2 separate regions of the Hordeum vulgare genome follow, and region 1 is linked to region 2. The links are chromatin contacts, called in public Hi-C maps. All regions are on one chromosome and are shown on one strand. Each heading gives the region's core, a stretch centred on a gene start, on an enhancer-like site or on the middle of the called end of the contact. The rest is flanking DNA. Distances are from core to core; before and after follow the strand shown. Region 1 holds the start of LOC123398534 (xyloglucan galactosyltransferase KATAMARI1 homolog). Region 2 holds the start of LOC123397871.

Region 1 (6,168 bases), core at 3,341-5,840, 200 kb after region 2:
GAAGAGTGGCTCACCCATAGTGAGTATGGGGGAGCAATCAACTAGTCTTCATCAAGCCAACACAATCAAGAAAGGTGGTCCATCTTGAGGAAGCCAGGATCATCATCATCTAGCTCAAGAGGATGAGGTGCAAGGTATAGGTTTGCCCTTGATAGGTTTTCTGGTTAGGATAGATTGTTGTTCTATCAAGGGGGGCTCTCAAGTGAGTAGCTTGATCGTATCGTTCGTTGAGAGCTCAAACCATTTGCATCCTTGCATCATACTTCTTGGTTCTTAGTTGGTGTTTCTCTTTGTGAGTTTTAGAGCTTATGGTCATCTTCATGACAAGCTCGAGTTCATCGAAAACGGAGTCCATATGCATCTACTATGATGTTTTCGATGTTGGAGTTTTTGCCGGTTCTTCATTCATAGAGATCTCACATCTCTATATCTTTGGCATATTCATAACCGCATGGTCTTTAGATTTCCAACAAGCTTGGGTTTGCTCGATTCGGAGCTCGTATGCGAAAAATATGGCTGTTTCAGTGGCGAGCGGTAGTACCGCTGGACCTAGCGGTAGTACCGCTGGAGTTGGCGGTAGTACCGCTGGCCCTAGCAGTAGTACCGCTGACTGGCGGTAGTACCGCCCCTGGTCAGCGGTAGTACCGCTCCAGGAGCTTAGTACCGCCTGCCTAGCGGTTGTTCGTGGACGGACCTTTTTGCGAAGACTTTCTTGGCGGTGGTAGTGTCGTTGCACTACCAGGGGCCCAGCGGTAGTACCGCTGGGGCCAGCGGTAGTACCGCTGGGGCCAGCGGTAGTACCGCTGGAGTGCCAGCGGTAGTACCGCTGCAGCCAGCGGTAGTACCGCTGGAGTGCCAGCGGTAGTACCGCTGCAGCCAGCGGTAGTACCGCTGGAGCTCGGGCAGAAAGTGGGGTAACGGTCTGATTCCTTCCCCCACTATATAAAGGGGGTCTTCTTCCCCCTTGGACTTATCCATCCGTTGAGCTCTTGTTCTATCTCCATTGTTGACATTCTTAGAGCTTGATTACTCTCTATCCCTCCAATGATTCTTGCTTGTTCTTGAGGGAAAAGAGAGAGGAGATCTAGATCCACATCTCCACCAATCACTTTCTCCTCTATGTGAGGGGAACCCCTTGGATCTTGATCTTGGAGTTCTTTGTGAGCTCCTTGTTCTTCCTCTCATATTTCTCCATAGCTTTTGTTGTTGTGGAGGGATTTGAGTGTGAGGGACTTGACCACTTCGTGTGTTCTTGCCATTGCATTAGTTGCATCGGTTTGAGTTCTCCACGGTGATACGTGGAAGTGAGAAGTTGAGAAGCTTACTACCTTTGGTACTTAGTACCCTTGATATTGTTCTTCGTGGATGCTTTAGCGTCCTAAAAGCTTGGTGGTGTCTCGGAGCTCAATCATTGTGGTGTGAAGCTCCGGGAAGCGTCGGGGTCTCCAATAAGGTTGTGGAGATTGCCCCGAGCAATTTGTACGGGTACCGGTAACCGCCCCCAAGGGTTGCCACGTGTACGGGTTCGGTGACCGCCCCCAAGGGTTGCCATTTGTACGGGTTCGGTGACCGCCCCCAAGGGTTGCCATTTGTACGGGTTCGGTGACCGCCCTCAAGGGTCCCTTAGTGGAATCACGGCATCTTGCATTGTGCGAGGGCGTGAGGAGATTACGGTGGCCTTAGTGGCATCTTGGGGAGCATTGTGCCTCCACACCGCTCTAACGGAGATTAGCATCCGCAAGGGTGTGAACTTCGGGATACATCATCGTCTCTCCGTGCCTCGGTTATCTCTTACCCGAACCCTTTACTTATGCACTTTACTTTGTGATAGACATATTGTTTATTGTAATATATCTTGCTATCACTTAGTTGTTTATCTTACTTAGCATAAGTTGTTGGTGCACATAGGTGAGCCTAGTTGTTTGTAGGTTTTGTGCTTGACATATTAAACGTTAGTTTATTCCGTATTTGTTCAAGCCTTAACCTTATCTATTTTAAAGCGCCTATTCACCCCCCCCCCTCTAGGCGACATCCACGTCCTTTTCACACATTCTTCAACATGGAGCTCAAGGGAGCGTCGACTTAGTCCTCTGACGATGAACGGTGGCCTGACGCCTTCATCACCACAACGGAGGAATCACACACCAACGTGTGAAAGGAAGACGACGAGGAATCGTTTATCTTTTTTATTAAGTACTATGATGAACTGTCGACGAGGATTACTTTTTATCTATGAACTATCTATACTATATCTATGACCATCATCTTGATTTTGTGTAGAATGTGTATCGCGCACTCTAAATTTTAACGCTTCTGGTGGAACGGCGCGCGTGTATTTTTTTTAGAAATCGTTGGAGCCAGCGCTTTCGGGCGCAAAAAATATGATATTCCTACGTTGTAAAGTGTCTTTTTGGCATGCGTGTTGGAGATGCTCTAAGCTTGTAGATGTAGCATTTTTTGCTTGGAGTTGCCCTAACCTCCTCAGATTATATTGATTGGCATGCATTTGGTGTCCTCCTTGTGCCTCGAAAATGAGAGCAAAAGAGTGTTTCGCTACTTGTCAAAGTAAGCATCCCACTGATGCCCCACATCATCCTCCAGCCCTCGCTTGATCCTCCTCACCCTCTCGATCACGCCATCCACGGCGACGTCCACGGCGTCCCTGAAGCTGTCGCCGGCCTTGACCCTCGGGTCCCTGTACACGATGCTGGGAATCATCCTGACCACTTGCTCCCTCATGGCCGCCACCTCCCTCGCGCCGATCCGCCGGAGCACGTCCTCCACCCTCACCGTGCCGTTCCGCACGCCGTCCTCCGGCACGAACACCGAGTACCTGCGGTGATCCGCCGGCAGATGCCACCGGTACTGCACGTACGCCGATCCGGGGTGGAAGAACACCGGCACGCAGCCGGCGAGCACGGCGTCGAACGCCGACCGCCGCGTGTACGAATCCCCCTGGGGCTGCAGGCAGAAGGCGGCGCTCTTGAACAGCCGCATGACGTTGCCCGGCGCGTAGCAGTCGTTGCGCCGGCCACGGGCGCCGCACACAAGGAGCCCGCACCGCCGCGACCGCGCGCACTGGTTGATGATCGCGTCGCGGACGACGGCGTTAACGTTCTTGCTGCTGCCGTCGTGCGCCCGCGCGCCTCCGGCGAACGCGAATAGCCATGGCCTTCGCGTGCGTCGCACGGCGCGCTGCCACGAGGCCACCTCGCCGGCGTGGGACGGGTGGAAGTAGGTCGGGTACGGCACGCCGACGTCGTTGCCGTGCCACGGGCTGGACTCGATGGCGAGCATCGTCATGTTCTTGGCCTCCGGGAGGAGGAGCAGCCGGCTCCCCCACTCGCCGCCGCCCTCGCGACGGAAGTCCCACGTTATGCGGCCGCCGACGAAGAAGTGGTCCCGCCCGCCCTGCGCCGCCCATGCCGGCGACGACCGGAGCCACTCGAAGAGCTCCTCCGCGAGAGCGTCGCGGACGCCGTTGCTGAACCCCCACAGGTGGCGGCCGACGTCGAGACCGGCGTAGTATGGCACGTAGACGGCGGCGGCGCGGGACGTGTCGGTGGTGAGACAGTCGTACCGTCGCATCCGGCTGTGGAAGATGACCTCCAGGGCGAACTGGTTGGTGTCGTACCAGCCAGTGGACGGGAGCACGCCGCCGGTGCGCGTGAGCCGCGGGCCCATGCCGGCGTTCACGAGGTGCTTGCACATGTCGGTCCACTCTGACAGGGACCGGCAGTCCCGGATCAGGTCTGAGTTGAACCGGCTCGGCAGATCATGGATGTAGATGTATCGGCCGGCGCACCGGTTCCGGTCGGTCGCCACCGCCGGCGGAGGCGGCGACGGAGTCTCTGTCCCTGCTTGACCTGACACCTCCGTTCTTGCTTGACGTGCCGGTGCCAGCGGTGGAGGCGGCGCGTTAATGACGCCATGGCGCTCCGTCGGCAGGGGCGGCGGCGGCGAGGACGTGTCAACCATCTCTCGGCGCTCCGACGGCCATGGCGTCGTCGTGTCAACCGCCCGCTGCCCCGTCAACGCAATGTTCGGCTGGAAACTCTGCCGGAAGACGGCGACCTCCACCGGCGGAGAAGGGAAGAAGAGGAGCACCCACAGGGCGCAGCACGCGGGGAAGACCAGCGGCAGGAGGTACCTGCCGGCCCGGACCGCCGTCGATCCGTGCAAATTCACCATATGGCCGCACGTCGTAGAGAACGAGTCACTCACCAGCCGGCAGCCGGATTTTAATCGGCCAGAGCGATCGATATGATCCGGCTGTCATATCGATGCCCCCGCCTGTCCGATCATCAACAGCTTATTACCAGGCGCGAATTGATTCCGGGAATGGGGACATGCATGCCGTGCATCAGCGATTCCTTCTTGCATGCATGCATACATGCATATATGTGTTTCATGATGTATTTCCATTTGTTCGTCACCTCTCCTGATTTGTCTTCCCTCTCTGTCGTTAGTTGGATCATGCTCAACACATGTGGCAATGAACCACCCAAATTTCGCCGTGCTTGTAGTACAGCTGTTGTTTGGCAGCTCGATCGGGGCTCATGCAAGCAGGAATGTTATATGAAGGATTTGGGGGTTAATTATGGGATTGTGAGAATGAAAACGTTTGTACCGGCGCTCCGGTCAAACTTTGCGTCGGATGCGCGGGGAATGGTATGGCCAGAAACACGTGCTGGCCCCATCTTATTCCTTCGTTTTCTGCTTCCTCGGCTTCGTCTTTCTCCTCCACTCGCATCCTCGCTGCTCCTCACAGGCAGGGAAAAAGCTTCAACCGCACGAAAAAAAAACTTCAACCGGTGTGCAAAAATGCTTGAACGGCAAGGTGAAAAGTTTCAACCATGGGAAAAGGCTTGAAAGGCGTGGAATGAAAAGCTTCAACAACGGAAAATATTCGTGCGACATGCAAAAAAGCTTCAAACGGTATGCAAAAGAGCTTCAACCGGCGAAGGAGTAACCTTCAACCATGGAAAAGCTTCAATGGGCGTGGAAGAAAAACTTGGAAACGTGTAAAAAGTTTCAACCGGCAAGGAAAAAAACTTCAATCGGCAAGGGAAAAAAATCTTCTACCAGGCGCCGACATGGTGACGATGGTGCGAGCGGCAACACCAGGAGCTGCGTCCGGTGCTACGATAGCGGCGGCTAATTGCTACAACGATGAAAAGGTCGAGCATTCTACGAAGACGGCGTTGCTACAAAACGACGGCAGGGTGCTGCGACGAGATCGAGCTGGAACCGGCGAGCACGGTGTTGCGAGGATGGCGACCGGCGACAGGGACGACGGCCAGCAGCGAGCTGCTGATGCTTCAAGGGGATGGAGACCGATGGCAGGGGCGGCGACCAGCGGTGATCGGTGACGCTTCAAGGTCCGACATCGAGCGTTCATGGCCGATGTCCAGCAGTGTTGTTTTTTGACTGGATGTCCTTCCGTTTAAGAAAAAAAAAAGGTGAAAGGGCCTGGTCTAATGGGGGTAACAGCAAAATCTGACGCGCTAGATGTGACTGTCTGAAAAACTCGTCCGACGCACGCGGCGCAAAGCATTGGCCTTGTGAGAACTGAGAAGGTTCTAGTGAAATTCCCGTCACGATAGCCCTCCGTTCCGCATCAACAACCTGCGCTTTTAGTTTGGCAATCACCTTGTGCGGGTCGGCGGATAGGGAAAACCCTATTTAATGCTCTTTGCGTCAAATAGTCGGACAAACGCACAGAAGCTGCCAGCCAGCGACGGGTTTGGGCCGGACCATTAGCAATCCCGGTGTTGGGAACCTTCTAGAGGTTTCCAACCGGTTTTTTCCGGCTTTGGGAACTTTTTAGAAGATTCCATGAACTGGTTTTTCATTTTTAGCTTTTATTTCCTTTATTCTTTTATGTTTCTTCTTTTTCTGTTTATGTTCAAAAATGTTTTGGAATTTCAAAAATGTTCCGGAATTTTTTTAAAAAATCGGAATTTGAAAAAATGTTCCAGAGTTTTAAAAAATGTTCCCACATTTGAAAAAATGTTCCAGATTTCAAAAAATGTTCCGTAATTTGAAAAAATGTTCCGACATTGAAAAAATGTTCCCGATATTCATAAAATGTTCCGAAATTTTAAAAAAATGTTCCGAATTTGGAAAACAGTTCCAGAATTTGAAAAGTTGTTGCAGAATTATAAA
Region 2 (6,834 bases), core at 2,182-4,681:
ATGGCAGAACGCAATTGTCCGGAGGTCAATGTTGAGATCAATGACCACCAATACGCAATGGATACTATCAAGCTGACGGTATCTATCCACACTGGACTACTCTTGTCAAGACAATCTCCAACCCTATAGGAGAGAAGAGAAAGCAATTTTCCCAAGAGCAAGAGGGTGCTAGAAAGGATGTAGAGCGTGCCTTTGACGTTCTTCAATCTCGATTGGGCATCGTTCGTTATCCTGCTAGAACTTGGAGCATCAAAAAGTTGTGGAAGGTGATGACATCTTGTGTGATCATGCACAGCATAATCACAGAGGATGAGCGTCCATAACGTCTCTATGATCAAGGGTTTTAGTTTCAGGGTGGTGATGTTATGCCCGAACATGGAGGAGCGACAACGTTAGCAGAGTTCGTCGAGTTTCATCATAAGATGCTTGATTGAGAAACCCACATACCGCTGCAAAATGTTTTAATTGGGTATATGTGGATTCATGTTGGCAACCAATAGATGTATCAGCAACCTTTTATTTTAAATGTATTTGAGACAATATAATGTTAAACTACGAGATATTTTATGTTCTTGAACTATACAATGTTTTGTAATTTATTGAACATTTGTTAATCTAGAATTAAATTTTATGTGGTTCTTGAAAAAGCGATCAAAATATGATCGCAAGCCTGCCGCACGAATGAAAAATAGGTCGACGTGTTGGGCGTACGGTCAATCCAAACGAAAAATAAGACGGGTATGTTGATCCAAACGGACAAAACTCGAACAAAACGAAGTTCCGTTTGGATCTTAGTATCACTACTCTCAAGTATGGATTATTAGATAGGAGAGGCATGCATCTCTACTCTCCTATACATAGCTGATTGATCATTGGGGCGGAAGTATGGAAGTACTAGTAGTTCCCGCTGTCTCCTTGGAGAGAAGAGGCGCGCGCGAGTACCGCCATCGACCCCTGACGCTGACGATGCCCCTGTCTTGCTTTGCGCCCCCTGCTGGCGTTCGTTGGCACTGCGTGCATGCATGCATGCAGGTCACTGGCTTTGGTAGGAGCAGCTTCTGTCTGCCAGTTCAGGCACGCCAATGCCGTGCCACGACCCCGCTCAGATCATGGGCTGTTGTAGCAACGTACAAGTCAGAAAGATAGTATACAATGCCAATGCAGTTGCCGTAGAGTGAGAGACGGGCACCCAAGACACGTGTTTACCTTGTTCCTTTATCAGAATGAATCAAATCAGAAAAGCCTGCACGGTGCAAAATGCATGAACGCTGGCAATTCCACCAAGTGCGCGTTGGTAGACCGCTCCATGGTAGCCGCTCCCCTCGTGTCGTCTAGGAGTAGATACCACCGTGCGCGTGTGCAACGCCGGGGGTATGCCCCGTCTAGGATCCCATCCACGCGCGCAGGTGGCATTGGGCAGGCCTGCCGCTGCGGGTGCAGTAGGAATCTCTGTGGACCGGCAACCTTAACCGGCCGGGTGGAGGAAGCAGAGCAGGTAGTACGTGTGTACTCTACCTGGCAGTGTAGTTTGGAAAAACGAAAAGAAAGAGGAAAAAAAAAAGATGACTTTCCCAAACGGCAGTGCAAATCAATAAACGGAACTGCATGCATCGCGATCGCCTCCGAAGTTATCCTGACGGAGCCATCAAACCCATCCATGCATGCATGCACCCGGCCGGTCCGTGCGATGCCAAAGCTGCAGGCCAAACCAACGACACGCTTCCATCATCATCATCATCATCATCATTCATCAGCAGCATCCTCCTCCTCCGCGCGCGCCTACCGAGAAGGATATGCGAACATTTGTTAACCTTACGTACCCATGGCACTGGCGAGTGGGCCGCTCCCGCATCGCAGCCCCACCCGTCAGCGGCCGAGCGCGCGCACTAGAGGAGATGGCACAGTACAACGACCACCCGGGTCACGCGGATTGTTGATTGGTGATCCAAAGCTCCTGCGATCGTAGGTTACGTACGTACTCCTGTGGCGCACACACAGGCTGTCCCCTCGATCGGGGGGGCCCTGACACCTGATCCCGTGGTCCAAGTGAAGCAGCAAAGCGGAAAAGCATGCATGCATGCACAAGAACGTTTGTGCGCGCGCGCGCGCATTGATCGATCGCCTCATGTAGCCCGCCCGGTGCACGCACCAACGTTAACTAACCGTACGCACGCACGCACGCACGGCCGCTTGACTAGCCCGTTGGCTGTCCCGTTTCAAACCCATCAGATTCCTTCCTCGTAGCACATTCACACCAGCACACATGCATTTTCTGCATGCTTACAAAGCGGCTAGGTTGTAGTACTAGTTTCTCACCGTGTATTTGCCACACCCGCACTGCTAGACCTAAGGAGCACGCGCGCCCGGCCCAATCCGATGCCCCCTCCACGAAAGGAAACGCGCGGCGTGTGCGCGCCTCCTCACGAGCCTCCCCCCGCGGTGGCAACTTCACGGTGCGCGATAGATCCATGCCACCAAACAGAAGAAGCAAAGCAATTCCTTCCTTCCGCCGGCCACACGACGAAATGAATGAATGAATCTTTCCCACCGGAAGGCATGCCAATGCCCATGCGGCAATGCATACACACGCACGAACGCACGGATGGAACACGAACCCCACGCTCGTTCGTTCACACAGCAGCAGCGATGGTGTGCACCAATCATTATCCCGTTCCATTGGCTTCTGATCCGTCAATCCATCCGTCCATGGGTCCGCCGGTCCAGTCCACCCCGGGTCCCCGCGATCGTCCCTGTCCTCATGCGTCCACAGCGTACGTACGTACCAACCCCACCAACACACGCCTATCTCCGCGCGCCCCGAGGAAGATACGCCACAAAACCACCTTCTTTCCTCCTCCCAACCAACCAAACCCCTCGCCGCAAAACCCCAGCACCGCACGCTGCCACTCCGGGGCCACGGCTCTCCGACCCCACCGGTCAGCCACCCAACGCGCAGCAGCAGAAACCCTCCTCCTCCTCCTCCTCCTCTCTCTCTCCTCGACGAGCACCGCCCGGCCGGCCGCCCCCACAGCTCCGGCTCAGCAGCAGCGGCTGTCCCCTCCGCTCTGACACGGCAGCGGGGGCCCAGCGGAAGGCGATGATCGACAAAGCGGACCAAAGCGAGCCCCGCCCACCCCTACCCTACCCTACCCTACCCTACCCTAGCCATAGCTCATCCGGAGGACAGGAGGTCGATCGATGGTCCCACTCCCGCACACCCCGCCCGCCACCTTCGAGGCAGCTTCCGGGGGCCGGTGGTGGAGCGCCACGCGTCTCGACCGCGACGGGGTCTCCCGTTTCCGTTTCCGTGCTACGTCCCGCGCACGGCGCCCCGGGCATGTCAGGAACGGCAAAAAGCGTGGAGCTTTTAATGGGGGGAGGAGGGAGGGAGGTGTGGTGGGGCACGATAGCTGTGAGCAACGGGTGGGGTGGGTACCGGCTACCGAGACATGCTGTGCTAGAGAGACAGTCACAAGAGAGGGACAGGCAGGCAGGCAGGCAGACAGACCAGCGCAGGATAAGTGCTGCTTTTGCAGTCTGGGCTCGCCGTGCGCGGTGGGTGTGTGGGTGCCGGAGGAGAGGAGGAGCGCTCCGCTAGCACTGGTCTACATCTACATAAGAGAAGGGCGATCGAGCGGAGGCGCAGGGTGTCTGTTTGTGTGTGCGAGCGAGGGCCGGGGAGGGCGGTGAGGGGTTTCTCCACGAGCAGCGGAGCAGGCGCGGCGAGGGTTTCCACGATGCCGGCCGCGCGCATGGGAGAGGTGAGAGCGCGAGCGCCGCCTGCATTGCTGCGTGCGTGACCTGCGTGTTGCTGCTTTGTTTGCCCCCCCCTGCGTGTTCGATTCCATCCATTTCTTCGCGGTACGTACGTACGAGATGATTTCGGCCTTGCGGTTTTGGGTGGGGCTCGCCGATGACCTCCGCCGTCGGTGTTTTGCTTTGCATGGCCCGGCCGGCGAGGAGGCCGGCGTACTTCGTTTTCGTTGGTTCTGATGGGTCGCTTCGTTTTGGCTTCGGGGTTGGGTTGGGGTTTTCTCCTTGCCCCTGTTCCTTGGGGTTTTGGGAGGATTGGTCCGGGTGTTTCGCACGGATTTGATCCGGCCCCAGTTCTCTTCTCGCCGGGCTTGTGCGTCCTTCGTCCGACCATTCCGTGCATTTGCTCTGGTTTTGCTCATCAATCGTTTGCTTCATCGGGTGCTTAATTATGCTAGTTTCTTTCTTCTTAGTGCTGATTCCGATCCTGTGCGCTATTCTGTCCGTTTTCTAGCAGCCTCACGAGGGGAGAGCGAGTTCAGTTTCCGTCCGATTGCCCTGCATGCGCGTGTTCTACCGCCATTCGGCTCGATCGGGTGTTGCTTTGGGGTTTTCTATCCCACGAGTTCCAAGTTTTTACATCAGATTAGGAAACGCAAACGCGTGTGTTCTTCTTCCTCATGGTGGTGTCGTTTGATGAGGTCATCTAGTATATTCCTTCCGGCTTTGCTTGTCTTGGCTTTTCTTTTGGCCCGATTTGATTTGACGAGGCAGGCAGAGGCAGGCCCTTGCTGGTGCCGGTGGAGAGAGAGAGAACGAAGACGAGATTCCACGCTTCCGATCATAACCGGAAAGCTTTCCGTCCTCGGCGATCGCTTTGGACGTGGAGCAGACCCTTTTCCCAGCTTCGTTCTCGGGCGTCGTGTCGCCCCCGGCCCGTGATCGACCGACGTGACCAGTCCGCGTTTCCTCCATGATTCGAGCCAAGCGAGAGCCCGCTAGCTGCGCTTTCCCGACCGAGCTTTCGTCGCGCCTGCTTGTTCTTCTTTCCCTTGCGTGTCCCTCCCCGAGGCGATCCAGTTTCCAGTTTCGTGCCTGCGCTCTGGCCGGCTGCAGACCGCCACTCTTGTCATGATGCTAGTACCTTGGCTGCATTCTCCCATACTTCACTTTTGTCATGTTGTTCTCGATCTATCGGTTCTCGTCTCGGTTTTCGCGCGCGATTTTTCGGGCGTCTACACAAAAATGTTTCTTGGGATTTTTTTGCAGCGAGTTTGACTTGTCACTTTTAAATTTTGATGATGATTCGGTTTGGTTGGTGCAGGGCTTGAGCCAAGAGGGTGGCGGGACGACGGAGAGGATGGGCAAGGACACCGACGTGTCCCGCGCCGTCGTGGAGGATGACACCGCGCTCCTCCTCGCGGCGGTGGACAGCATCAAGAAGGCGGCGCTGGGACGGTTGCGCGGCAACGGCGGCTCCGACGCCGCCAGGATCCTCGACCAGGAGATGTCCAACAGGCTCCTCCACCTCGCCTGCAGGCACGACGCCGTCGAGTGCGCCAGGCTCCTCCTCGACGGGGAGTACGGGATCACGCCGGCCTCCGTCGACGCCAGGGACCAGCTCACGCGGACGCCGCTCCACGTCGCCGCCGACGCGCACTCCAAGAGGTGCATCCAGCTGCTCCTCTCAGCCCCCAGGAACGCCCGGACGGACGCCAGGCTGTTCGACGGTACACGCCTCGTCGCGCTCGAGGTCGCGCTCATGAGCAGAAGGTGCGTCAATGCCACCAACGGCTTGCTACTGCTATTTCCTAGTGCTCCTACTGATTGCTCATTTGGTCGATGCCATTTGGGATCAAACTGACACCCCGTTGAATGCATCTATCTCTTTCTCTCCAGAGTCCAAGTTGATTGGTCACCGGACAACTCAGTCGAGGATCTTCTGGCTTATCTGCAACAAAAGGTTTGCATCATCGCTAGACTCGCCCACAGCTCCATGCTACTCCTACCTGGTTGATAGATACGTACTCGAATATAGGATCAATCTCTCATGCCAAACTGCAACTTCCCTGTATGTGTGTGCAGGATCTGAACGCGGTGAGGCTTCTGGCAGAGAAGACCAGGGAGGTTGGGGAGGTGGCTTACAGATACGCCATGGAGGGGCGTGTAGCTGCACTTGCCATGCTGCTTCTCGTGGCCGAAGACAGGATATTGGCGATGGTGAGCGTGGTCATTGACGGCGTCAGGACAAAGAGATCAATCTACAACTCTGTTGTGGACGACGTTCTGTCGATCGGAGAGGCTTCAGCTAGGGACGGCAATGAAATGAGGAGGAAAGCCTTGCTCTGCGAGATTCAGCTGCTTAACCAATTTGGGGCCACGTCGTGGAGGGAGCGAAAAGTTGACAGGAGAAGCTTGCCGCCTCTACTTAGGGCTGCAAAGGTATCGATTGCTGTCAGTTTCATTTTACACTTAAATTGTCACCACCAGCATTCCCAACTTTGCTGTGCATTGAGTATTCAGTGTCTTAGTTTGTGGTCTACACGATTGCTATGGCTGTTATGAAGTTTAATTGAGTAATCAGTGTGTGTAACTGAGGTCCACGCCTTATTTTTTTCGGAAACACTTTTAAGTTGAACATGAATTGAGTATTATGATTACGATCCATACTCTTTGTTTGCATTATCAAGAAGCAGCTCTGCATTTTCTTATGTTTGGTTGATGCGATATTGCTGTAATCGTGTAACTGCAACTTATATATAGAAAAACTTACAATGATTGGGTGTTCAGTGTCTTTACTTTCTGGTCTACACAGACTTTTTCCCTTTTAAGAACTTCTACATTTGCATTGCACATGCAATTAGTTGCTACGACTGCCATGAAGTTAAGTGAGTAACCAGTGAGGTCCACACCTTATTTTAGGAAAGACTCCTAAAATAATACATGAAATGAGTTACTATGATTATGAGCTACACGCTTTGTGTTTACGCATCATCTAGAAGCAGCTGTGCATTTTCTTATGTTCAGTTGATGCAATATTGCTGTAATCGTGCCAAGCCTAACAAGCTGCATCTTGTACAT

Evidence for each region. A called contact is a pair of places that touch in the nucleus more often than the background predicts.
Region 1: a contact with region 2 is called in a Hi-C map of leaf, with 4 times the contacts expected there. The contact joins the promoter of LOC123398534 here to the promoter of LOC123397871 in region 2. A contact is called at or near these places in 2 of 6 Hi-C or Micro-C datasets (leaf and seedling).

The regions. Positions count from the first base shown.
Region 1 is chr5H:88,215,618-88,221,785 of MorexV3_pseudomolecules_assembly, forward strand. LOC123398534 (xyloglucan galactosyltransferase KATAMARI1 homolog) reads right to left here and starts at 4,591. Exons shown (of 1, transcript XM_045092997.1): 1 at 2,487-4,591. The coding sequence starts at 4,191. The coding sequence ends at 2,554. It overlaps LOC123396362, which reads left to right. Exons shown (of 3, transcript XM_045091316.1): 3 at 2,281-2,308. The coding sequence ends at 2,308.
Region 2 is chr5H:88,015,479-88,022,312 of MorexV3_pseudomolecules_assembly, forward strand. LOC123397871 reads left to right here and starts at 3,432. Exons shown (of 14, transcript XM_045092392.1): 1 at 3,432-3,761; 2 at 5,078-5,526; 3 at 5,653-5,716; 4 at 5,839-6,195. The coding sequence starts at 3,738. It overlaps LOC123397872 (a long non-coding RNA gene), which reads right to left. Exons shown (of 3, transcript XR_006610033.1): 3 at 6,614-6,834.